Linked DNA regions of Mus musculus: all the other regions are linked to region 2. A link is a contact called in public HiChIP or PLAC-seq and promoter capture Hi-C data. All regions are on one chromosome and are shown on one strand. The core of a region is the stretch at or near the end of the contact, and the rest is flanking DNA. Distances in the headings are between cores, read along the strand shown. Region 1 holds the start of Ccr1 (chemokine (C-C motif) receptor 1). Region 2 has its middle 24 kb from the start of Ccr5. Region 3 has its middle 16 kb from the start of Gm51701. Region 4 has its middle 5.4 kb from the start of Ccr1l1.

Region 1 (6,151 bases), core at 1,589-4,088, 180 kb after region 2:
TTTCACCTCTAGGACCACATCTGGCAAAGATCCCTGCAGGTTCTGTACATGTAACTACAGTCTCTGTAAGTTCATATGTGTGTTGGTCATTCTGTGGTTCTAGCTTTGTTTACTTGTGGTCTTCCATCTCCTTGGCTCTGACACTCTTTCTGCTTCCTCTTCTGCAGAATTCCCTGAGCCCTGAGGAGAAGGAGTTGGTGAAAACATCCCATTCAGGGCCGAGTGTTCTAGGATTTCCCACTTTCTGCACATGATCTGTCTATTCCCATCTGGTGCAAGAGGGAGTTTCTCTGAAGATTGCTGAGTACAGATCTATAAGTATAGCAAAATGTCAATAGAAGTCACTTTGCTATGTTCCCTTAGCATAGTGGTTCTCCATTTTCTAATGCTGTTACTTTTTAATACAATTCCTTATGTTGTGGTGACCCCCTAGCCCACAAAATTATTTCATTGCTATTTCATAACTGTAATTTTGCTACTTTTGTGAATTGCAATGTAAATACTGGATATACAGGATATCTAATATGCATCCCCTGTCAAAGGGTCATTCAAACCCAAAGCGCTCACAGGTTGAGAACCACTACTTTGGCAAAACATTAGTATTTTGTTTTCCCCTAGATCCTGGGCCTATTTAGTTTCAGGTTCTTAACCACCAGAGCAAAGTCAGGTATGGGTTGTGGAGTAAGCCTTAAATTAAACCACATCTTGGTTGGGTACTCCCACAAGTAATCAACCACCATTGATCTTGCAGGCACATCACCATTGCAAATCGAAAGGTTTGTAGCATGTTGTTTTTTACCTTGCAGGGTACCTTCCAGTATTATGAACATTGTGGTGTATCAGTCCATTGAGATAGTCCATTTAGGTAGACTCCAGCCATATTCAATGAGTTGTGTAGGTGTGGTCTTGAGAAATAGAGTCTTCCTGACAGTTGGTAGAGAGCAGCCAATAACCTTGGGAATAGACTGGGCTATTTGGGAGTTTCCATGAGACCCCTTTAGTCAACAACTCAATTATATGTAAACCTTTCCAGGTACTGGAAGCTTCATTTGGTGATAAGAGATGTACATCTGGGATTCTGTCTTCCCGTTATTTGGCAATTTTATTTAGATCAACTTAATATGTGTATATATTTTGGGGAAATTCTACTATATTAGGTTTCCATATGGCCTCCCAAATAACCCTTAGCTGTTGATGTCCATCCCCATATCACTCCTCAATTCCCTCTTCCCTCCCCCCTCCACATTTGATCCTCCTATTCCAGCCCAGCCCTCATCCATCCATACCTGTCCATTATATTTCCCCTTCCTAGAGTAATCCATCCCTTTCCCATACTCCCTTACTCTATACAAACCTCTTTGGTTATATGGATTATAGCCTGATTATCAATGATTTAACAGCTAAATTCTCATCTACCTGAATACCTACTATATTTGTCTTTGTGTGCCTGTGTTACCTCACTCAGGCTGATTTTTTTCTAGCTCCTTCTGTCTGAAATTTTCATTTTTAATGGCTGATTTGTACAATATTCTATTGTGTAAATTTATCACATTTCCTTATCCATTTATTTGTTGATGAACATCTAAGTTGTTTCTATTTCTGACTATTATGAATAGAGCAGTAATGAACATGGTTGAGCAAGTGTCTCTATAATATGATGAAGAGTTCTTTAGATATATGCCCGAGAGTGGAATAGTTGAATCTTGAGATAGACTGATTCCCAGCTTCCTGAGAAACCACCACACTGATTTTCACTGTGGTTGTACAAGTTTTTGCCCTTCCACCAGCAATGGATGAGAGTTCCCCTTACTCACATACTCAGCAGCATGTTGTTCTTAGTACCTGTGCTATCACCTTCTGTTCAGAAAGTTTTTTCCTGTGCCAGTGAGTTCAACCTATTTCCCACATTTCTATCACAGTGTATCTGGCCTGATGTTGAGGTCTTAGAAATATTTGAAGTTGAGTTTTATACAGGGTGATAAGTATGGATCTATTTGCAGTTTTCTACATGCAGTCATTCAGTTTGACTAGAATCATTTGTTGAAGATGCTGTCTTTTTCCCAATATGTATTTCTGGCTTCTTTTTTATTGAGCCAGACCCTCTGATATTCTTCATATTCTCTTCTACCTCATGCACCTGCCATTAGCCAAAGTGGACAGTATTAGACCCAAGACTCAAAGAGGTGTAGAAAGGTGTTGGGCTCTGCACTCATGTGACCATGTCTGGCCAGTGCATACATAAACCAAAAGTATCAAGAAGGAAAGGGGAATCTACAGCCATATTACCCTGAAAATAGTCGATGGGGTTTTTTTGTATGATTTCTTTATTTGTTTTTTGTTGTTGTTGTTCTTCTTCTTGTTTTTGAGACAAGGGTTACTATGTAGTCCTGACTGTCCTGGAACTCACTAGGAAGACCAGGCTGTCCTGGAGCTCACAGAAATCCTCCTGCCTCTGCCTGTTTAATGCTGATTATTAAAAGCATACACACCATTCATATCAGAAAAACAAGGGAAAACAGCCTGTATTGTGCTCTCTCGTGCCAGATATCATGAGAGAAAAACATTCCTTGAGGGTTGGTGGGGAAAGGATTTGGGAGCAGAAGAAAGGTATGTGGAGCAGTTAGAGTACAAATAGAAATAACTTAGATATAGATCTCCAAAGAGAGGGGATGCCTCTGGAGGTCCTCATTCATTAGCCAGATGATTTTGAGGAACAGGATATGAGTTCTGGTTTAGACCTTTCCATTTGCAATCTTTAGAAGGGGGAGGCTCCTCACTGACCACAAGAACTCTATGACTAGCCCTACATTTACACGCCCACACACATCAATTGCTCCATGAGTCCTAGGAACAGCTCATTGTCACACACAGAGTTCAACTCAACTCCATCCAACCCCTCCCTACACAATTCTTGTAGGGCAGAGCTACCTCTGAGAAGACTGGAACTTTACTGGAACTGGAGCAGAGAGGAAAGACAGAACACTTTAGTGAACTTGGACCCCAGGAATTGGCCACTGGTGAGCACTGTAGTGCTTCATAGGCAGCCAACCATAAAAAAGAAGAACTTTACACCATTCTTGTCATTCTGAAAGACTATAAAACCAGAGTCTAATCTCCATCATCATACAGGAAGCCAAGAACTTCCTACTAGGTTGGGACCTTGAACCTTGAATTCATAAAGATCCTCAAAGGCCCAGAAACAAAGTCTGTGTGGACAAAATACTCTGGAAACACAGTAAGTGATGTTTGTCATTTCTATGCCGCCAGGTACTGTGAAAGGCAATCTTAAGTTATGAGTGCAGTTCTGGGATCTTCAACATTGGATAATGCTTTGAGAACCAGATGGAGCCTATGTAGCCCATTGTTGCATCTGTAAAGCAGTTAATACTTGGGAAATGATGACAATGCTGGACGTATTATTAAGGCTGGATGCTCAGTGATATTGAGGAATTTGTTATCGATGATTAATTAAGAGAGTAAACCAGCATAAAGAGACAAGAAATGCCTTCGTGGAAAGTTATTTTTATAGTTGTCTTTATGAAACTTCGCCAAATAGCAACAAAATGCAACATATAAAGAAATGGTAACAAGAGACTATATGTTAGTAAGAAAAATCATTGCAAATGCAAGAGTGACAAAATTCTGAACCAATTTCTTAAGAGTAAAACTAAAATTACAAAAATGGGACTACTGTCTTGGAGAAGGAGAAAATTCACCCTCAAGAAGTAGCAAGTAGATGGAATTTTAGACTGCAATTGTTGTATTCTAACATGGTGTATGTTGGTTTTATGATGAAAAGAGATGTGTAGGACTGACACTAACAAATACCTATTTTGCTTTAATTTCATGAGTTGGAGAGAGAAGGGACAACTATAAATTTTCAAAGAACAAGAAACCCTTAGATTTTCATAGACAGTTTGCCTCTGTACAACAAATAGCAAGAAGCTCTAGGATACTGAAGGAATTATGTAGCAATGGCCTTGCATTAGGATGCATGAGAGACAGGACTGGGTTATTCAGTGAGGAAGGCCTAAGTAGTAAAATGCTAGAAAGTGAACAATACTGGCCTCTCCCTAAAAACGAAAACCATGGTTGGTACTATTTGTTGATATCTATGGTAGAAACTTGCAAGTTGACATGTGTGCAGAGTGAACAGATGCACACAACTGACTCTTTGAGCCACAATAATCATCTGGCTTCCCCTTGGGCCTGGATACTTCTTATCATCTCTTCCCAGACACTTCACAAATGAGCAGGCTACAGGACACTAGTAGAGTCCAGGCTATGGGGATCTACATGAGCACTGTGCAAGGCACCTGGGGCAGACTTCTACAAGAAACTATTCACAGGCCTGGGAAGGTCAATGGCAAAATGGGCCTTTGCTTTCTCCTCCAATCACAGCCCAGGTCATGTCTCCTTAGCAGCGGTGTGCCCCGCAACTGCTACAACCTGAAAGTTTAGAGAGAACAGATAGCGCTGAGGTTTCTCAGTAGGCAGGTGGCTGTGGAACACAGCACCTGACAGTGCTGAACTCAGCCTGACTTCACTTTGGCTAGAGTTCCACAGGAACTGGGCTCCTGAGGATCACCTTGCCCCACATGATATTGCTCCCCAACTTCAGTTGACTCTGTACTAGAGCTGTCAGCTATCTAGGAATCCTGGGTGCCAAGCTGAATGTCTGCCTTCTTCAGCACTAGCATGAACAGCAGGAAGTAGAAATCTCTGCCTCAATCATTCCTGACTGCCACCCAAGTTTCCCCAGTGAGAGCTGACAGGGAAGACATGGAGGAGTAAACACAGGAACAGAGCTGATAGGAAATGAAGGGACCCCTCTTGACACTTCAGCAGAATATTTCCTCCTTTTCCAATGTGCCTTAATGTTCAAAGACCACTGCTCCAGAACAGTCTTTGTAATCAGGAAACATTTACTAAAGAGCCCAGAAGGGATAGCACAGAAGCCCAGGGTGATCACAGATTGATGGTGCAGGTGCAGCATAATTAGCTGAAAGGTATTTGAGTCAAATACTACAACTCTGATCAATAGCAACATACTGAACATTTTCCTTTATTTTACAATTAGGTTTTATTTCACATGTGCCACTTCTGCATATTTAAAGATATGCAGGGGACATTTCAGTACAAGGGCAGAGTAATGGGAAGTCAACCCTGGGTACCTCAGAAATCTGCCTTAGCTGTTTGGAAATATTCAAATATATCTTATCAACCATAGTCACCTTGCTGTGCTATAGAGCATGAGAAGAGTCATGCTGTCCAGTTTCAGCCCTGTCCTGTTTATTGTCCTCTCTCCTTCCAAACTCTCTCCACCCTTCTTCCAAACTCTATTCAAGACTCTGTCTGTAACCACTACTTGACTTTCCATTTCTGTGAGACAAGCTTTCTAGAGATTTTATAGCATGATTCACATGGAAGAACTGTCATTGACAATCAAGAAAAATCACTTTCTATGTTACCTATGAAGAAACCCAGTAAGGAAAGAAGGAATACAGACATTGTGGTCAGAACTTCTGCTAATGGCAGGTGTTAGAACAGGACCACTGTGTGACAGCCGGGTCTCTGATAGTCACTGTCTGTGGGTAGAGGGTTATTTTTCACATTGCTTCATAGCATCTTTTCAAGGTAAGCATTCATTAATCTCCCCTGTTCCAGATGGGGAACTTAGACTAAAAAAGCAGATTGATTATCTAAGGTCACACTGCTATTATGTTACAACAAAGCTCATATTTCCCCTCTTGAGGGATTCTTCAAAAAGTTAACTGGAAATAATTCATGTACAAACATACATGGTGTGAAAGTAGTCCTACAATGGCAAGCTATCTATTGACCTTTTGTTTATCTCAAGGCAATCCTGATTTAAGATGATAATATAATAATAATAATAACAATAATAATAATAATAATAATAATAAACAGTAACTTAGAGCCCATTTCAGCAGAGTCTCAGTTTTTATCTAGCTCCTGTGTGCTGTCTCCTGTTGGATACAGGCGTCTCTTACTCCCTGAGCCCATTTTCCATTTCTGTCTCCAGGTCATGTCCTCCTCCTAGCTGTCTCATGGTGCTTACTAGGGCAGTTGAGTTAACTGTAAATCTATCTGTTCCATATAAAGGCCATGTGATAGGGATCAGCCTAAA
Region 2 (6,432 bases), core at 3,412-5,911:
TGGTAGACATTTTCATGGGAAAGTAAAGTTATAAAGGAGAATTGAAAGACTGGGTGGATCAGCAGCAAGAGGCAGCGTTGTTAAGAGGATGGGCAAGAAATTAGCAAAGGTCTTCCATTGGAGTTCCCAGACTCAGTCTGATGGTTGGGTGTGAGTATCTGCATCTTTATTGGTCAGGTGCTGGTAAAACCTCTCAGGGAATAGCCATACCAGGTTCCTGTCAGCAAGTGCTTCTTGGCATCAGCAATAGTGTCAGGGTTTGGTGTCTGCAGATGGAATGGATCTCTAGGTGAGGCGGTCTCTGGATGGCCTTTCCTTCAATCTCTGTTCCATTTTCTGGCCCTGTCTTTCCTTTGGACATGAACATTTCTGAATTAACAATTTTAATATGGGTGGGTGGCCCCATCCCTCAACTTGGGGCCGTGCCTATCTACTGAAGGTGATATCTACAGGTTCTATCTCCTGGGGACCCCAATGGAAAAGCTAGGGGAAGGACTGAAGGAGCTGAAGGGGATTGCAACCTCATAAGAAGAACAATATCAACTAACGGGACCACCCAGAGCTCCCAGAGACTAACCAGCAACCAGAGTATCCAGGGCTCCAGATACACATGTAGCAGAGGATGGTCTTTTCTGACATCAACTGGTCCTGTGGAGGCTTGATGCCCTAGCATAAGAGAATGCTAGAGCAATGAGGAGGGAGTGGGTGGGTGGGTGGGTGGAGGAGGACCCTCATAGAGGCAAAGGAGATGGGGAAGAGAGGGAATGGGATGGGATGGAGTGTTTGTGGAGGGGTAACCAATAAGGGGGATATCATTTGAAATCTTTTTTTTTTAAAGATTTATTTATTGATTATATATAAGTACACTGTAGCTGTCTTCAGACACTCCATAAGAGGGAGTCAGATCCCATTATAGATGGCTGTGAGCCACCATGTGGTTGCTGGGATTTGAACTCAGGACCTTCGGAAGAGCAGTCAGTGCTCTTAATCGCTGAGCCATCTCTCCAGCCCCATCATTTGAAATCTAAACAAATACAATAATTAATAAAAAAGAAAAAAATCAGCAAAGGATCAGTCCAATTAAAAACAGCAGTTGCCTCATTCTTTCCTGCAAAATTCTTATATTTAGGGTACTGAAAGCACACACTAGGTCATAATTTTATTAATAACTGCTTAGAATAAACAGAAATATTCTGTAATATAATATTGACTCAATTTTAAAAGCAAAGGATACACAGTCCACTTCTTCAACAGATTGATTTCAGCTCCTACTCCACCCTTTGCAATATTGGACATAGACTGTAGTGACCACCTTTCACTGATTTTGTAAGCATCCTTACTGTGATTTGGATACAGACTGTGTTTTACGAAATTTCATGTGTTTGAAGCTTTGTTTTAGTGAAGCAATATTGGAAGAAGAGAGTGAGCGTTCACTAGAAAGGCACTGATGCAGTCCACACAAGATCTTAGTAAGTTCATGTAAGACTGAGTGAATATAAATAAACAAGAATGGCAACTCCTTGGATTTCTGGTTTCTTCTCTCACTATGTGACTTTATAGTTTTCCTCATTCTCCTGTTATAAAATGATACCTTGAGGTCTTCATCAGAGCTGAGTTGGTGTGAAGCCGTACCCTTAAACCTCCAAAAACTATGAGCTAAATAGACCTCGTCATGTCTTCCTACTGAATGTTTCTGACAGAATAGGTAGCCTCTAGTAAAATTTTCTGGCATCTTGGTAATATATTTCTTAACAAAGCATATAGTCACCTTTTCAAAAACATTGAAGTGTTATTTGGGATAATTTACCTAGGGAGACATGACACAAATTTACCCCAGAAAAGAGATCTATTACATACTAAAGTAAAAATTGCATCAATGTACAATTTGAGAAACCAACATTTTTAATTGGGGTTACTAACAGGAATATGGGTGAGAAGTTACTTAAAAGAATTAGGGATGACTCAAAAGTAGCTGTATGACTCATAAAAGCTGCAACACTGCAGCTTTCTATACAGCTTACAGAAACCAGTCAGATCTCTTTTCTTTGTAACTGGGATAGTCAGAGTTTCCCTCCCACCACAGTTGTTTGCATGTGGTTTTCATGAAGGAAATAGTCATAAAACAGAATGAAGAAATTCTTTATTTTAGTTTATGGTTTCAAAGATATTGCTACTTTCTGCATATTGAAACATTTGGGAGAGGCACAAGAATCATGAAACTCACAAGAAACATATATTCAGAAGCCCATGAAACTGGTGTTTCTTCCCTGAGGAAGCATAAATAGCATACATTTTCTGGAAAAGAGGAGAGTCTTTGGTGGAGCTGCCTGCAAGTTGTTCAGGAAGTTCGTTAGGTAACTCTTAACACCCATGATGGTGTGGTGTTTTCAGTGATGTGACTGCTTGAGTCACCCAAGTTTTTGTAAGTAACTCTTAATCATGTTCCTGTAAGTAATCCCAATTAATTCAGTGGTTTATCAAGCTATGCTTAAGTAGAATCATATTCTTGGTCTGTTTTCTTTGATCTATTTGGATAAAACAGACACCTTATAACCTTTTCCAAGGGAATGTTATATAACAGGAATGTTCAGTTCATGTCTGCTTGGCCCTATGTACTTGGTCACGATATCATGGTGGCAAAGAATGTGATTCACCTCATGGTAGACAGCAAGCACAAAGAGACGGAAGAAGGGAAGACCTTCAAAAAGCACACCTACAGTAACCTCCTTTGTCTAGTAAAACCATTCTCCCAAGAGGTTTCCACCACTTCCCAAAATACCATCACCATCTGGCCCCAATAATTCAACACAATGAGTTTACAGGGGGACATTTCACATGGGATTATACAGAGGCATAAAGAATACCCACAGAACCTCTGTCTTGTGATTCTCATTCATATATTTGAGGCAGTTTCAGGCTTATAGACTTAACCTGCTATAACTCAGTGTCCTTATTGATCACTTAGTAGTCTACAAAACTCCCCCCTCAACACAACTTGTATCAACCCAGGAGGAGGGTTTCTTTCCCATAGATGTTGCTTGACACATAAACATTAAATTCAGCTCTGTGACAGAATGTAGAAATACCAAGATGGTGAGTGCTGGTATCAAGGTTCTAAACCCACATTCAAAAATAAGACTGGACTTATTATAATTGAATATATTCCTTATAACTGTCTCTAAAAATATGTTTTCATAGATTATCTAGTCATCTAATTTTAACTACATTATAGAACATTTAAAATGTCTATAAAAATAAAGAATATACAGGGGCTGGTGAGCTGGCTCAGTGGTTAAGAGAGTTGACTGCTCTTCCAAAGGTCCTGAGTTCAAATCCCAGCAACCACATGGTGGCTCACAATCATCCATAACAAAATCTGATGCTCTCTTCTGGAGTGTCTGAAGTCACACTACAGTGTACTTACATATAATAAATAAATAAATAAATAAATAAATAAATAAATAAATAAATAAATATTTTTAAAAAAAATACACAATGGTGAAACTTTCAAATAGCATCTATTCTAATTGTCTATGGTCCTTAGTGGGGAAAGTACCAAAACTACTTTTAGGAAACAATCTGTTTTCTGCCGGGTTAGTTCTTTAAGTTTACATGAATAAATATTCATGTGTTGTGAGTTTTGGAGAACTACTTTTTGGTAACATAGAGATGAAGCATGGGGGGAAATGCCACAGAATCCAAGTGGTAACATTTTAACACCTGTCAACATCTGTAATTTTCAGTGAAAGTAAAAAACTAAAACCAAGAATCAGATCATTTAGATTCCTGGGGATCCAGAGCTCCAAGAGGGTGTGAAGCATGTATATGGAAAGCTTGTTAGTTAGAGACTTCCCTATGGGACAGGATGAGGAATCAGGTAGCATAGAAGGAGCCATAATGTAGTAACAACCAGTGTTCAACTAATACTATAAGGGACAGTAGAGATAAGATGGCCTTGAGGTGTTGGAGTGCACCGCGTAAAGGTGTGTCTCTGTCCTTCCTCACTTGCCTAAGGGATTCTCTGATTGGTTTTAATAAAAATCTGAGGGCCAATAGCTTGGCATGAAGTGGAAGGTAGGACTTCTGTTAGAGAGAAAGGGACAATGGGGGAAAAAAGCAGAAGCAGAAATTTAGGGAGATGATTTGGAGGTGGATGGATGCGAACATGAGCGGAGAGGCACAACAGGTCATTGTGGGACATGGGAAAAATAGTCAAGTTAGAGGATCTGGGGGGTAGCTCCAAGTTAAACCCTAAGCTTTAAAAATATACCAGAGTCTCTATGTCCTTATTTATATAGCTGAACAGTCCGTAAATGTCCAACCACATTAAGGAATGTTCTGAACCAAGCCTTTCCATCAGCTTCCATATTCATCCACTTACTATGAAGCATTATAGCCTGGACAGGTAGTTCCAGGTCTCAGTAGCTCCATGCCTAGTAACCAAGGGAGTGGTAAGTGTATTGGTCCTGAAGAGAGCACCTGAACAGCTCTCATAGCATCCTTTATAATTAGAAAAGGCAATCTGGATTTCTTACAAATTTTATTTACTCTGAAAAATAAGAAATGAAAACTAAAATTTATAAAGCCACAGTTTTGTAAGACTATAGAAACCACACAGGGACACGTCAACCTGAAAGAGGAAGTCATGTGTCCAGTGAGGGCACAGTATCTATTTCTCCACCAGACCATTAGGTTGGCTTTTTATTCTGTCCACAAAATGTGAACAAAAAGATCAGAGATTGAGACATCTGCCCAGCCCCCATTTTTCTTACTCTATTTCCTCTTCTTGGATGTCTATTTGGACACCCAAGATTGATGGGGTTTGGATAACCTCTAATAAAAATGTTTTATGTTTCAATATTTTAAAATTAAAAAATTAGATACATTCTCATTTTACAAAAGTTTTTATAATAAAATTAAATTATGACTTATTCTAATTGTACAGGAAAAGAGTCTCAGTCTGTGCTACAGCCTACATGGATGTCTTAGATTCTAAAACATGTTGAACATTTAGAAAGCTCTGCTTCTTCCCTGCCAGATATCTCCAGGGACAGTTTCTGAGACTTGTGAGGGGTTGCACATCATTACTTTCACAGGCTTCAGAGTCTTCAAGGATATGATTTGAGCCATTCCTATCTACCCTAGAGTCAATGACCCTCATCTTGTCCTCTCAAAGGATTCAGCTACACCGTCTGGAATGGTTCTTAATAAACACCTCCGCCTCAAGGAAACCAGACTCTCTAAACCACAGGCTGGTCTCATACATTCTGAAGAGAACAGACATGGGAACAAAAAAAAAAGAGAAATGCATTTTTCTGTAAAGAAAAATGTATTTTTTTGTCTTTTGGTTTTGTTTGTCTGTTTTGTTTTGTTTTTCATTCTTTTACAACAGATCACTGAGGAAGATGCAGGCAGGAACTGAGTGGCCTGTCATTCTTATACCATCACAAGGCTGTGGATGTTTTGTTGTCTACCCATGTCATGTGCTGTTGGGAACAAAAAAGAGGCCCGGGGAAGAGGGGAAAGGAAAAGACCCACACCCTGCCAGAGTTTTACCTATTCTCTGGTTTGTCAGGTGTGGGAGAGCTGCCATACACTTTCCACTCAGCCCTGGGTGGGCATTCAAGCCTCTGACCCACTCTTCAGGAAGTGGCCAAGGGGCAGCCCTACCTGAGAACCCCAGAGCTACTTTGCTAAAGCCACCAGAGAGGGATGAGGGAAGAGGTTCCCAACACCTGCGAGAGTGAGTTCTGTGGATCTTGACTGGAGCACAGGAAGGCCTTCTAATGGGAGATTAGAAACTGCTCATTAGGAGAAATCCTGTCCCATCCTCCAAGTACAGTGGGCCTTGATGAGCAGAGACATTCTATGGTTTTAGAGCTTTATTACAGAAAGGCAGGGAGAAAGAGTGAAGGGAGAGAGAGAGAGAGAGAGAGAGAGAGAGAGAGAGAGAGAGAGAGAGAGACAGAGAGAGACAGAGAGAGACAGAGAGAGACAGAGAGAGACAGAGAGAGATAGAGAGACGAGACAGAGAGACAGAGACAGAGGAAAGGCTAGAGAAAAAGAGAGTAAGAGAGAGGAGAGAGGAAAGGAGAGCAGAAGACAGAGGAGAAGAAAAAAGAAGACAGAGAGGAGAGAAGGTGAGAGTGAGGGGTAAGAAGTAAGAGAGACAAGTAGAGTAAGAAGTAAGAGTGCAAGGTGGGGGCCTAACAGCCCCTTTTATGGTCTTTACTGTTGCTAGGTAACTGGGGAGGAGTTTAGCCTGAAGGTCAGAAGCTTGGGTCATTGCCTACGTGACTACTGACCATGCTTCTCTTGTGGGGGCTGTGGGGCGCAGTAACTCAGACAGGGGCCAGAGTTCCAGGAGCATAAGGGAACATCTACCGTGTCATGTAGGTGAATTATCACCACTGGGGTTCAGACCTCAGTTCA
Region 3 (6,007 bases), core at 1,023-3,522, 200 kb after region 2:
TCTCTTCTAGAAATAATTCTAAAGAACTAGTCAGAGATATAACCTGTATAATAATATTAAATGTTCTGTCAACATTCATATTGAACATTGGAGACAGAAACACTGCCTAACAACAATACATATGAGCTATGATATACTCATATATTGAACTAGGATATTCATCAAAATTTTTGGAGAGTTTAAAAAGTGTGGAGAAACTCATACAATACAATGCCAAGTGATAAAAATGGAAAACAGACAGCTTCATTTCTGTTTTACTAAAAGACCAGAAATACCTCACACTATAACTGGTTCCTGCTGACTTATAATGGATGAAATTCTATTTTATTTTATTGCATTTCTCCAACTTTCCTATATTAATTATATAAAAATAATTTTAATGGTAATTATACAATGTTTCACACATCTAACACTACCGGAAATATTAACAGATATCTACTAGGTCTGAATTTGTAATACACATTAATTTCAGATTGACTATATATTTAAACATGAAGGCAAAATGGTGAAAGTGTGAGGATATAGATGACCCTCTATGATCTCAAGACAGGAAGGGTGCTCTTTAACAAGACATAGCTTCAAATCATTGCCTAATAAGCCAACTTAAAGCTAATGGTTTAAAGCTCAATTAATTATTATCATTAACAGTTATAAAGTTCATCATGTGAGCCAAGCTTAACTGGGCAAGCAGTTCTGTGGTCTTTCGCTGAACCCACTCATGAAGCACCATCTAGTCTCAGGTTAAGTGAGGCTGACTATTGGTGGGGCAATAGACATCTTAGTTACCATCTTGCAGGCTTATTTGACCTTGTCGACAAGGTGGCTGTTAGATTCCAAGAATACAGAGGCATGATGCTTGCCTCTGTGCTCAGAGCCAGCACAGCATCATTTCCATCTTTGACAGCCGGGAACAAGAGACCTAGGCTAAATTCCCATGGTCACAGGGTGATTCGGACCTACCTCCTTATGGGTTTACCTTTCAAAGATAATGACTCCCAAACCCTGAAAGCATACCAGATGGCAAAAAAAGCCTCTTAGCTTTTACGAATATTTAAGGACAAGTCAGTGGGCTAACAGAAGAATTCCTGACTTCCCAGGGGAATGTTCCAAGAAAGGAAAAGGGAAGATGCCTTTCTTTCCATTTGTACACTGGAAATTTTACTGTTTTAAATTTACCCTAGCACATGATAATGAGATAAAAGCAGTGATTAAGGTATGAGTCTGTGTCCTGGGTCTGTGGAAAATTACCACCATTCAGATACCAGAAGGAATCACCTGGGATCAGGCAAGGCACTGATCTTCAGAAGATAAGATGGAGGACTGCTGTCCTAAGGACCATCTTGCTCAGAAAGGCAGGAGGTAGGTGGTTCTAGAATGTTCCAAGTATGCTTTGGCAACATCTCTGGACAGGTAGTCTCAAGCACTCGAGCATGAGAAATGCTTTGCCATATGTGAGACCCACACTAGCCAAGCTTTGGGATCTTTTCTCATGGGCTCAGAATCCCCTTACTGGAGACTCTTCTTGATACCTAGGCTATAGTAAAACACTTACTTCCAGTAACAGAAAAACTGCAAACATTTTCAGTAAGCTTCTGCAAACCACAGAGGATGGCAACAACATCCCCTTTCTCATTTCAAATCACAAGTGACTATGAGGCAAGAGTGACCTGAGCCAAGGAAACATGCCTAAAGATAGACAGTTCCAGAACCTCCAACCAAGAGCAAGAGGCAGGTTGGCAGCAGATGCTTGAAGAATAACACAAAGCGGAGAGCAAGATTCAAAAAAAAAAAAAAAAACCACACACACACACGCACAGAAGCAGCAGAGACTGTCACTAACTAACAATTTATATTTTACCATGAAATAAACTTTAATATAAAACAAACTTTGAAAAAATGAAGATTTAAAAACACCATGGAAGACAATATAATTCTTTTTTAAAAAATACTAAATTTGGTATTACAGGCCTGTAATCGCCATACTAAGGAGGCAGGGTCAGTCATAAAGGACTCCAGAGGTAAAGGCAGGCAGATCATCCCAACTACATAGTTAGCTCAAGCTCAGCTGAGCGACTTGTACTTGAGCTCTTGTCTCCAACAAAAGAAAACATTTAATGAAAGAAAGAGAAAGAAGGGGAGAAGGGAGAGGAGGGATAAGAAGTCAACACTCTTTCAGAAGCCCAAACCAAGAACCAAAAAGGCGTCATGCCTTGCTTTGCAGAGTGCAGTCAAAAGCAGAACTAGACTATTACTAGCATCATCAACTGCTTTCCCCAGACACTGTAGATAGCAAGTAGGATGGAAAATGTAGACAGGAAACTGAGGGAACAGATTCTGAAGAGTGTGGCACTTTGCCATCAGTGGTATGTGTTTCAGGGTCCAGCTGTGGTTTTGTATCCTCCACTTCCTCCCTCTCAGGGTGTTCATATTCTGCTGCAAACTAGGCTGGAAGGATGAAGTGGAGTCTGGAATTGGCAGGATCTTAGTCCAGCTGGGCATCAGTCGGGGGTAGGGAGCTTCTCTGAGGATCTTCAATGAAGGATGGAGTTCTACAGGATCCCAGTCTGGTTGGGAGTGACGGGGTGGGACACAGGGTGAGGCTGTTCTAGGATCTTAAAAGTTACAGGCCTTTTAGACAAAGGCCTTCTCTGACAATCTTCAATTAAACAACTCTTAGCTTGTGTGCATACCTTTACGCGGGGCAGATTTGTACACATGCACCTTATTTGAGGTGAACCAGGGGGTATATATGGACTTTGGAGAGTGGGAAGGCAGTTTTTTAGGGTAAATGAAAATCACTGGCTAGAGTTTAAAGTTCTGTGAATGCCTCATTTGTATGGAGAGGCATTCCAGGAAACCCAGGTATGTGCTTGGCAAGTTTTTATGGGAGCTGGGGAGTTTGTAAGTCTGCCAGGGACTACTTCATCTTCCCAAGGTAGAGGCTGTGGGGATACCCAGACAAAGTCAGGGAAGGGGAAGCCCTACTGGTAAAGGAAGTTCTCCATTTTTCACCAAGCTCAGATAAGCCATCCAGTCATGATAAACTTTGACCTTACTTTGTGCTTCACTTCCTCTGCTTTCTTCCTCTCAGGGTATCCAGATGCTGCTGCACACAAGGCTGGAAGGATGAAGTGGAGTCTGGAATTGGCAGGATCTTAGTCCAGCTGGGAATCAGTGGAGGGTAGGGGGGCTTCTCTGAGGATCTTCAATGAAACAGCTCTCTGAGACAATTTTAGCTTGTGCATATACCTTCATTCAGGGTGGGCTTATACACTTACACTTTATTCAGGGTGAACCAAAGGTTATATAGTTTTAGGGAAAGGGGATGAGAATGTCCAAAGTGGGCAAATTTCATTGGCTGAAGGCTAAGGCTACTGAGATGACTCAGTTAACATGGAGAGTCATTCCAGAAGTCTCAGGTGAAGGATTACATGACATTCCTCAGGTAGTCAATGTGGGGTCTGGAATCTCCCAGGTAGAGAAGAGGAAGCCCTGATGACAAAGGGAGTGTCATTTTGCACCAAGCTCGGGGCTTTCCAGTAACATCAGACTTCAACCTTAGTAGCAGGGTTTCCTCCCAGCCATCAAGTCTGATGACCTAAGTTCAAATTCTATGGTGAAAGACTCTTGCCAGTTATTCTTTGACCTACACACAACACATCACATCACATCATATCATTCAAAGAGAGCACACATTAAAAATAGAAAATTTAGCACACACACGTTGACAATAACCAATAACTCTTTATAACAGTAGAGAAGTCATAGTTGATACTGAAAAACTAGCCAACTACCCAGGGATGCTGAAGCCATGGATCTCAAAGGAAAACCTACAACTGCAACCTTACTAAACCAGCATAATCCCTAATATTAAAAATATTTGTCCTTCTACACACAAGTGTAGTCCTCACCTCTCACAAAGGAAACTTCTTTTTGCAACAAAAGGAGATCATTACAGAAAATAAAAAAAAAAAACAATTAAAATGCAGAGTTGTGGAGCCCAGTATCAACTGATACATCTACAGTACAATTCCTGACCCTAAGACTCAGAGATCATTGCAGAAGAGGGATCAGAAAGATGCAGAGGAACAGTGATTTTACTATAAGATGCTGTCTCTTAAGAATGTGAGAAACTACACCAACAAAGTTCTAGTAGACAGAGATGATGAAGATAGAGATAAAGAGATAGATGATGAGATAGATAGATAGATGATAGATAGATAGATAGATAGATAGATAGATAGATAGATAGATAGATAGATGATGGATTAGTAGATAGATAAATTAGTAGATAGATTAGTAGATAGGTTAGTAGATAGATAGCAGATAGATAGTCAGGGCTACACAGAGAAATACTTGTCAGGTGTACCCAAGTCTTGATGACCAGGGAGCCTTCACTTTTACAAGAGGATGTTATCTGAAGTCTTACCTAGCTATCAGTCCAATATGGAAGAGAAAAAAATACTTATCTGGCACTCAAAAAAATTCAATGAATAGACTCCCTTGCATTTCTTTTTGAAGATAAAAATTTTGATGATATACTACCCCTAAATGAAGTAGATATGCAAGCTTAAAAGGACACAACATGGCTAATACATACAGGGCTAACGCACAGAGACTATGACTCCATACACAAAACATGCACAAATTCAAACCAAAGAAAATTCCACCAAGAAGGAGAAATAGGCACATAGTCCCATCCCCAACTAAGAAACTATTTGAAAATGATAGCTTCTGAGAAAGGTAAAATTAGTTTTCTCTAATGGACTATCACTGGGTATATCAACCACACTCCAAGGCAGGCTCCATGTCCAGGAGTAGTTGGCTAACACAAAAATGGACTGCATATTTTTTATGCACTTTTTGTTTTCTGTTTGCTTGGTTGTTTTGGTTTGGTAATTTTTTGACTTACTGGTTTTTGTTTGTTTGGAGGTTTGTTTAAAAAAAAAAACATGGAGTTGGATGGGTAGGGAGGTGAGGAAGATCTGGGAGGATTTATGGAAGAGGAAAGAATGTGAGCAAAATATATTGTACAAAAAGAATTTATTAAAAGAGAAAAATAATTAGCCCAGACTAGAAAGGCATCAAAAAGAAATAGCAGTACAGATAAACAATCAACCTCAACACAGATTAGGACATTGCTGAGACTTAATAAATTATACAATTCAAGACCTGGACAGTATTTGTAATGTTATAAAGATGTGTTCTTCTGTTATAAATGTTCTAATCAAAAGGTTCCCCAAAACCATAAGCTATAAACATATGTGCCCATGCTTCTGTGTGTGTGCCTCTGTGTGTAGGTGTATACATCAGAATGAGGTTTAGAGTTCTTGGGCCCCGTTCAGTTCTAACAGCTTACAAATTTGAATCTGCATTTCTGTCAAGTGTGAGTATTACCACTAATATAATGCAACCCAGACCACCCTGGCTACGTGAATACCTAAGTCCTACTTTCATTTGTTGAGAGGGTGAAAAGTCAAGGCTGTGAGGTGCTGCACACCTCATATTTCTCTAACAGCATTATAATCATTTACTCTAAAATACACTCATATTAACTTTGACATACTTAGACCCAACACACTGAAGGACAGTGATGCACCTTTAAGAAACTTGCAAGCTTTGGGGCTACGGCTTCCCACAAAGAGGTAAGCAGTCAATGTTTTGCAAGCAAAGCAGGAAATATGTTGAAAGTCATAACCACAGCAAAACTACCACATCAGGCTAAGAAATGTCCTCTAAATATGAAGATAGCACTTACCATCAAGGACTCAGAACCAAATTTCATGGCCTGTAGAGTAATCATCTAATCCAGTAGTTCTCAACCTGCAGATCATGATCCTTCAGGAGTTGCGTATCAACATTAAATTCAAACCAGTAGCAAAATTGCAGTTATGAAGTAGCAACAAAATAATTTTATGTTGGGGGGGGTCACTTCAACATAAAGAATTGTACTATTAAAGGATTGCTGCATTAAGAATGTTGAGAACCACTGATAACCCAAAATGGA
Region 4 (5,510 bases), core at 1,711-4,210, 150 kb after region 2:
ATGGCATTCCATCATACAAATATAGAACAATATATTTTATTATTAATGTCTTTTCTTGCTCAGAGAGTGCAAAGGTCATCCAAGACCTCACATGTGTTAGACTTGAGGAAGAAAACATTTCCACAATGATCTGATTAATCAGCTTTATTTAGATTGGCCAGACAACTGCCTCTCCCTAAATCTGCATTTCAGGCAGCATCCCTTGCTGTGTTTTGAGGTCCCTCTTCTGGGGAAGGGTTTGGGTTAATAGAAAACAGCTGTTAAGATCACTGGCTGTTAGCACCTGGACAGAAGTGTGGGGGACTTGGCTCCAGGCTGCCTGTGAGTTAGATACTAACAAGAATCCATCCTGGGGAAGGGGAGTCAGCACAGGTGTCAGGAGCTTAGCAAGGCAATGGGGTGGGCACACTTCATGGGGTTACAAGTTCAGCCATGTGCATGATTTGCATGATACAGTAGGTTTAGGAAATAGAAACGAATTCTTGTAAGGTGTGGAAGCATAATAGCAATGTATAACATTATGGCTCCTTAACAACAATGTGGCTCCTGTTTGGTTTCACACTTGAAAGTGCTTTTGCAGCTATGTCTTTTTTGGCCTCTCTTCCTCTTACTAAGTCACTATTCAATTATTAGGTCTTCTTAATTTTTTTAACTATTCTTAATAACCACCCAATGACCTCAATTCTAAATATTATACCCATATTGCTACTACTCTAGTAATTCCTCACAATAAAGATTATATTTCAGCAAGTAGAACTATGGAAGAGAGGCACATCTGAATCATATCCAAGCCACAGCAATAGGAATTTGACATTTCTAGTTCAAGACTTTGTAAATAAAGTTATTAAAATATTTTTGAGCCTATCTTGGGTTTGTATGCATCTGTTTACCTTGAGTAGATTTTCCTGGTCATGGAAATGGCATGTATTTAGCTTTGCAATTATCTAAGTAGTTCTATCAATTTATACATGTACCAACAATGTGTAAGAGTTCTGGTTGCTCCAAAAATTTATCAGCACTTCATATTGTCTACTATAAGGGTTTGCTTTTGTGTGGTTTTATTATTAGTTTTGCACATTAGTTCAAGACTTTGTAAATAAAGTTATTAAAATATTTTTGAGCCTATCTTGGGCTTTCTCAGGGTACACACTACCTTCTCAATGTAATTTTAATTTTGTATTTCTTGGATGACTAATGATATTTTGAGTACTATTCATATACACATTGGTTATTTGAATATACAATTTTTTTAAAAGATTTATTTATTTATTTATTTATTTATTATATGTAAGTACACTGTAGCTATCTTCAGACACACCAGAAGAGGGCATCAGATCTCATTACGGGTGGTTGTGAGCCACCATGTGGTTGCTGGGATTTGAACTTCAGACCTTCGGAAGAGCAGTCGGGTGCTCTTACCCACTGAGCCATCTCACCAGCCCTGAATATACAATTTTATGTAGAACCTAATCAAAACTTTTGCTTATTAAAAAACTTTACAGTATCTGAAGATTTCTTTACTGTCTTGTAGAAGATTTAGTATATTTTCTATATAAATCTTTTGTCAGAAAAGATATCTTTGACCTATTCCTGGCCATAGACACACCAGTCCTTGATACTCCTAATCCCATCTAACCTGGTGCTGATCTGTTGTTTAGCTATTTCCTCCAAACTGAAACACTTTCCTTGAGAGAGGTTCATAAAACTTAGAGAGAAAATAAAACTTACAATCTCAGGAATCTCTCAAAAGTTAAACGCTTCACTGGGCCCTCCTCAGGCTTAAGTACATGGTGACAATTTCTGGGAAGAAAACACTCTCTGACCAGCCTGTTGGCTAAGTGTGAAGAAAACTCTAGGAAGAAAGTTTTGTGAGTTATCACCCATGCTAAGAAAGGATTTTGATGTGTGGCTTCCTAAGAGCTACCCACGCTCCTGTAAGTCAGTAACCCAGTCAACTCTCTGGTCCTCTAGAGTAGAATGGAAACAGAATAATTTCTTTGGTCCATCTTCAGAGCCCAATCTGGGTATCAGCTGTTTGCTCACATCAAAATTCACAGAACATAATGTGATTTTATTTGAAAATACCTCTACTGTTAAGGGTCTGAACCTTACTCAAGTCATCCACCATCTGCCTGTGCCTCAGGCTCAGCACATTGCCCTGGCCAACCAGCCAAGTGTATAAAAGGATTAAAGTATCCTTTCTTTCTCAGAAGAATGTTTTTGTGCTGGTTAATTTTGTTAACAGAAACCTAGACATATCTGAGAAAAGAGAATCTTAATTAAAAACAAAAAAAAAACAAAAAAACACCAAAAAACAATACCTCCAAAAGTTTGACTTGAAGACCAATCTGTGGAGTATTGTCTTAATAATGGATGTGGGAGGGCCCAACTCACTGTGCACAATACTACCTCTGGGCAGATTATCTTGGGTTGTATAAGAAAACAGGCTAAGTAAGCCATGGGGAATAAGCTAGTAAGCACCATTCCTTCTAGGTATCAACTTCAGTTCCTGCCCTCCTCCTCCTACAGTTTCTCTCCCTCTCCCTCTCCCTCTCCCTCTCCCTCTCCTTCTCTCTCCCTCTCCCTCTCCCTCTCCCTCTCCCTCTCCCTCTCCCTCTCCCTCTCCCTCTCCTCCCTCTCCTCCCTCTCCTCCCTCTCCTCCCTCTCCTCCCTCTCCTCCCTCTCCTCCCTCTCCTCCCTCTCCTCCCTCTCCTCCCTCTCCTCCCTCTCCTCCCTCTCCTCCCTCTCCTCCCTCTCCTCCCTCTCCTCCCTCTCCTCCCTCTCCTCCCTCTCCCTCTCCCTCTCCTCCCTCTCCCTCCCCCTCTGCCTCTCCCTGTCTTTCTCTGTCTCACCTACACATTCATCCTTTCTCTCTTTTTCATACATACATTCTGCTCCATGCTGGGAATTATAGAAAATGCATGATAAAGGATTAGGAATAGGCCCAAATGGAAAGAAGTTTATAATACATTGGGAAAGAAAGACATAATGCAGATGACATGATATACCAAAGTATGGCATATTAGCTAGTACAAGGATCAGTATAGAATCAAGAGTTTTAAAGCTTGGCATGAAGCACCACAAAGTGTTAACTTGAACTGAAAAAGAGGAGATATTTCTAGAGCACTTCCTTGAGATACTCTCTCCTTCCTCTTTTCAGCATGCGAATTTCTTGGCTGCTTTCACATAGAAGGCACTTATCAGATACTTACAGGTTTCACTGAGGCTTTGGGTGAGGAAACAAACAGATGCATAACTCCCATTCAGTGAACACCTTTATGTGCAAGGCATATGTATTAAACTACATTTAATTTCCCCAACAAATCTAAGGAGGAACTATCATGGTCCCTGTAGGAAAAATGAGACTCAAGAAAGTGATAAAGAAAACTACCCACAGCCATATGGCTGGCATCTGTAAGAACTCTTGAGTTAGTCATAGGCATAGGCAGTACCTGGAGGAATTCTGTAGGAGTGTACTGCAATCAGTGTAAGACTGGCTTTCTCTAGGAGGGCCAAAAAAGAAAGAACAGAGAGAGAGAGAGAGAGAGAGAGAGAGAGAGAGAGAGAGAGAGAGAGAGAGAGAGAGAGAGAGAAAGTAAAGGCACTTGTGTACACAGAGGTCAGATAATGATGTGGGTATCTTGCTTTTTCACTCTCTGCCTATTCTCTTGAGTCTGGTTCTCTCATTTAACCTGAAGCAAGGATAACAGCCAGAAATCCTCTTGTTTCAGAGAATCTAGGTGCTCTTACCCACTAAGTCATCTCCTCAATACCATTTATTTACTTCCAGCCACCTTGGTACACTCTTTGGCCAATATCAAACTGTCAACTTAATACCACCAAAGACTGACAAAGGTACCTCAAGATTTAGATTTGGGTTTTATTTAAAGTGCATGCTAAGTGCTTTATACGAGTTATTTTCTTTAATTTATTAATTTATTTTTATGTGTATTATGAGCATATACATGAGATTTTGTGGCTCACATGCATGCAACAGTCCACAGAAGCTTGAAAGTAAAGTTACAGGCAGTTATGAGCCACCATATGGGTGTGGGGAATTAACGCTGGGTCCTCTGCAAGAACAAGTGCTCTTAACTGCTGAGCCATATCTCCAGCCTGTGGGTTATTTTGTTAATAGTCATAGATGAGAAAAATGAGGGTCAGAAAAAATATTAATTCTCTTAAAATAATACAAAAACTTACATGTAACAGAAGTGACAATAATTATATTTCACAAAATAAAAGACTTTTAGTGAACAGAATGGCATTGCAAATTAGAAATTGCATTTTTGCAAATTCTACACTGCTTGGCACAGTAGAAGTCAACTGGCTTCTCACTGCTGCTTCTCCAGTAGATCTCTTATGATGTTGATTTGGCTGAAGTTCATGAATAAAAACTAATTTTATACAGATGCATAATTGGAATAGGAAGGAAACTGGGGTGCTTTGGTTTTGAGAACCCCCAAGGATCCTTTGAACACATTTTAAGAACTGGAGTTAGGTAATAGTTAACTTGTTTCCAGAAGCAAATAGTACAAAATAATAATTATTTATCTCTCTCTTTCCCAGGTACTAGATTCTACTCATCAAAAACCATAAGTATTAGCAGTTTACTGACTTTTCTTCCAGAGATACCAGAAATACCTCAAGGAGGGAACATACACAGAAACCCACTGAAGAATCCCACTGTGTTTGTATACTCTTCTAGCCTTTTATTTTATTTTGCGTCTGGATATAAGGTTGTATAGTGTTTCCAGTAAAATTACCCAACGCTTACACACTGCCAGCAAACATCACTTCCTTATAACCTGTAATTTGTAAGCTAGATCCCTAGAAGCTAGGTGGTTGTGGTACAAGCATTTGATTCCAGCACAGGCAGAGGCACACAGATCTCTGTGAGCTTGAGTCTAACCTGATCTGCTGAGTAACTTGCAGGACAGCCAGGGTGTTACACAGGGAAAGCCTGTCTTGAGAAACAAACAAACAAAAGGAGATAAATTCCTATAAATATAATTTTTGGAACAAAGTATATACCCACTGCATCATAGATATAATCAAATATCCCCTGAGGCAGGAAACTTTAGTTCCACTTTCGCCAGCAAAAGGGAGGCGTGCCATTTCCTGCATGCATGAACCCCCGCCCCCCCCCCCCACACACACACACACACTACTCAGGAGTCAGAACTGACTCCAGGACTCCAGTGGCCCCTAGTAATTCTCAGAATAGGCCCTAGAAGTGGCTATCTATCTGGACAGCATAGTGGGCCCATCCTTAGGTATCCCACCCAATAATAAATTATTAATAAACACTCATACTTGGCTATACCTGATACCCTATTCAGAGTCTGTGGCCATCTCCTACCCCCAGATCATCTGACTGACCCCAGCATGTCTTACTAGACCCTGAGCAAATACATCTTTACAATGTGATTTTTGACTCCAGCCATCTCTCCTAGGTGACTCTTGAACTCTATGCAGACTTATGTCTCACTAGACCATGATACATTCGC

Evidence for each region. Promoter capture Hi-C pulls out the DNA fragments that hold promoters and counts their contacts. HiChIP or PLAC-seq counts read pairs in DNA pulled down with a chosen protein or histone mark.
Region 1: a contact with region 2 is called in a promoter capture Hi-C map of macrophages, with 7 read pairs. The contact joins the promoter of Ccr1 here to the enhancer-like site in region 2. A contact is called at or near these places in 9 of 39 promoter capture datasets (the C10 cell line, the HPC-7 cell line, HPC-7-derived erythroid cells and 6 more), 1 of 15 datasets of contacts at CTCF or cohesin (CD8 T cells), 10 of 484 Hi-C or Micro-C datasets (CD8 central memory T cells, LSK cells, bone marrow-derived macrophages and 7 more), 7 of 115 datasets of contacts at active chromatin or transcription factors (CD8 T cells, the HPC-7 cell line, acute myeloid leukemia and 4 more) and 6 of 9 other capture datasets (adipose tissue, bone marrow-derived macrophages, embryonic stem cells and 3 more).
Region 3: an H3K27ac HiChIP or PLAC-seq map of microglia shows a contact between it and region 2, with 8 times the contacts expected there. The contact joins two enhancer-like sites. A contact is called at or near these places in 1 of 39 promoter capture datasets (liver), 1 of 15 datasets of contacts at CTCF or cohesin (CD8 T cells), 6 of 484 Hi-C or Micro-C datasets (the AML12 cell line, ECoMG myeloid progenitors, the STO cell line and 3 more) and 7 of 115 datasets of contacts at active chromatin or transcription factors (CD8 T cells, the HPC-7 cell line, embryonic stem cells and 2 more).
Region 4: a contact with region 2 is called in an H3K27ac HiChIP or PLAC-seq map of the HPC-7 cell line, with 10 times the contacts expected there. The contact joins two enhancer-like sites. A contact is called at or near these places in 2 of 39 promoter capture datasets (the C10 cell line and HPC-7-derived erythroid cells), 1 of 15 datasets of contacts at CTCF or cohesin (CD8 T cells), 8 of 484 Hi-C or Micro-C datasets (CD8 central memory T cells, LSK cells, bone marrow-derived macrophages and 5 more), 6 of 115 datasets of contacts at active chromatin or transcription factors (the 230-238 cell line, CD8 T cells, the HPC-7 cell line and 3 more) and 1 of 9 other capture datasets (bone marrow-derived macrophages).

Annotation. Positions count from the first base shown.
Region 1 is chr9:123,965,379-123,971,529 of GRCm38.p6, reverse strand. It overlaps Ccr1 (chemokine (C-C motif) receptor 1), which reads left to right and starts at 2,838. Exons shown (of 2, transcript NM_009912.4): 1 at 2,838-3,235.
Region 2 is chr9:124,142,085-124,148,516 of GRCm38.p6, reverse strand. No RefSeq gene overlaps it. Among named protein-coding and RNA genes, the nearest start is that of Ccr5, 24 kb to the right of the region's middle. Within about 2 kb of position 4,661, at least 67 of the 459 cell types and tissues checked have an H3K27ac peak or open chromatin away from gene starts, as enhancers often do. A contact at or near this core is called in CD8 T cells, the HPC-7 cell line, acute myeloid leukemia and 5 more, where this site is marked.
Region 3 is chr9:123,937,841-123,943,847 of GRCm38.p6, reverse strand. No RefSeq gene overlaps it. Among named protein-coding and RNA genes, the nearest start is that of Gm51701, 16 kb to the right of the region's middle. Within about 2 kb of position 2,272, at least 117 of the 459 cell types and tissues checked have an H3K27ac peak or open chromatin away from gene starts, as enhancers often do. A contact at or near this core is called in CD8 T cells, the HPC-7 cell line, bone marrow-derived macrophages and 1 more, where this site is marked.
Region 4 is chr9:123,989,386-123,994,895 of GRCm38.p6, reverse strand. No RefSeq gene overlaps it. Among named protein-coding and RNA genes, the nearest start is that of Ccr1l1, 5.4 kb to the right of the region's middle. Within about 2 kb of position 2,960, at least 33 of the 459 cell types and tissues checked have an H3K27ac peak or open chromatin away from gene starts, as enhancers often do. A contact at or near this core is called in the HPC-7 cell line, bone marrow-derived macrophages and microglia, where this site is marked.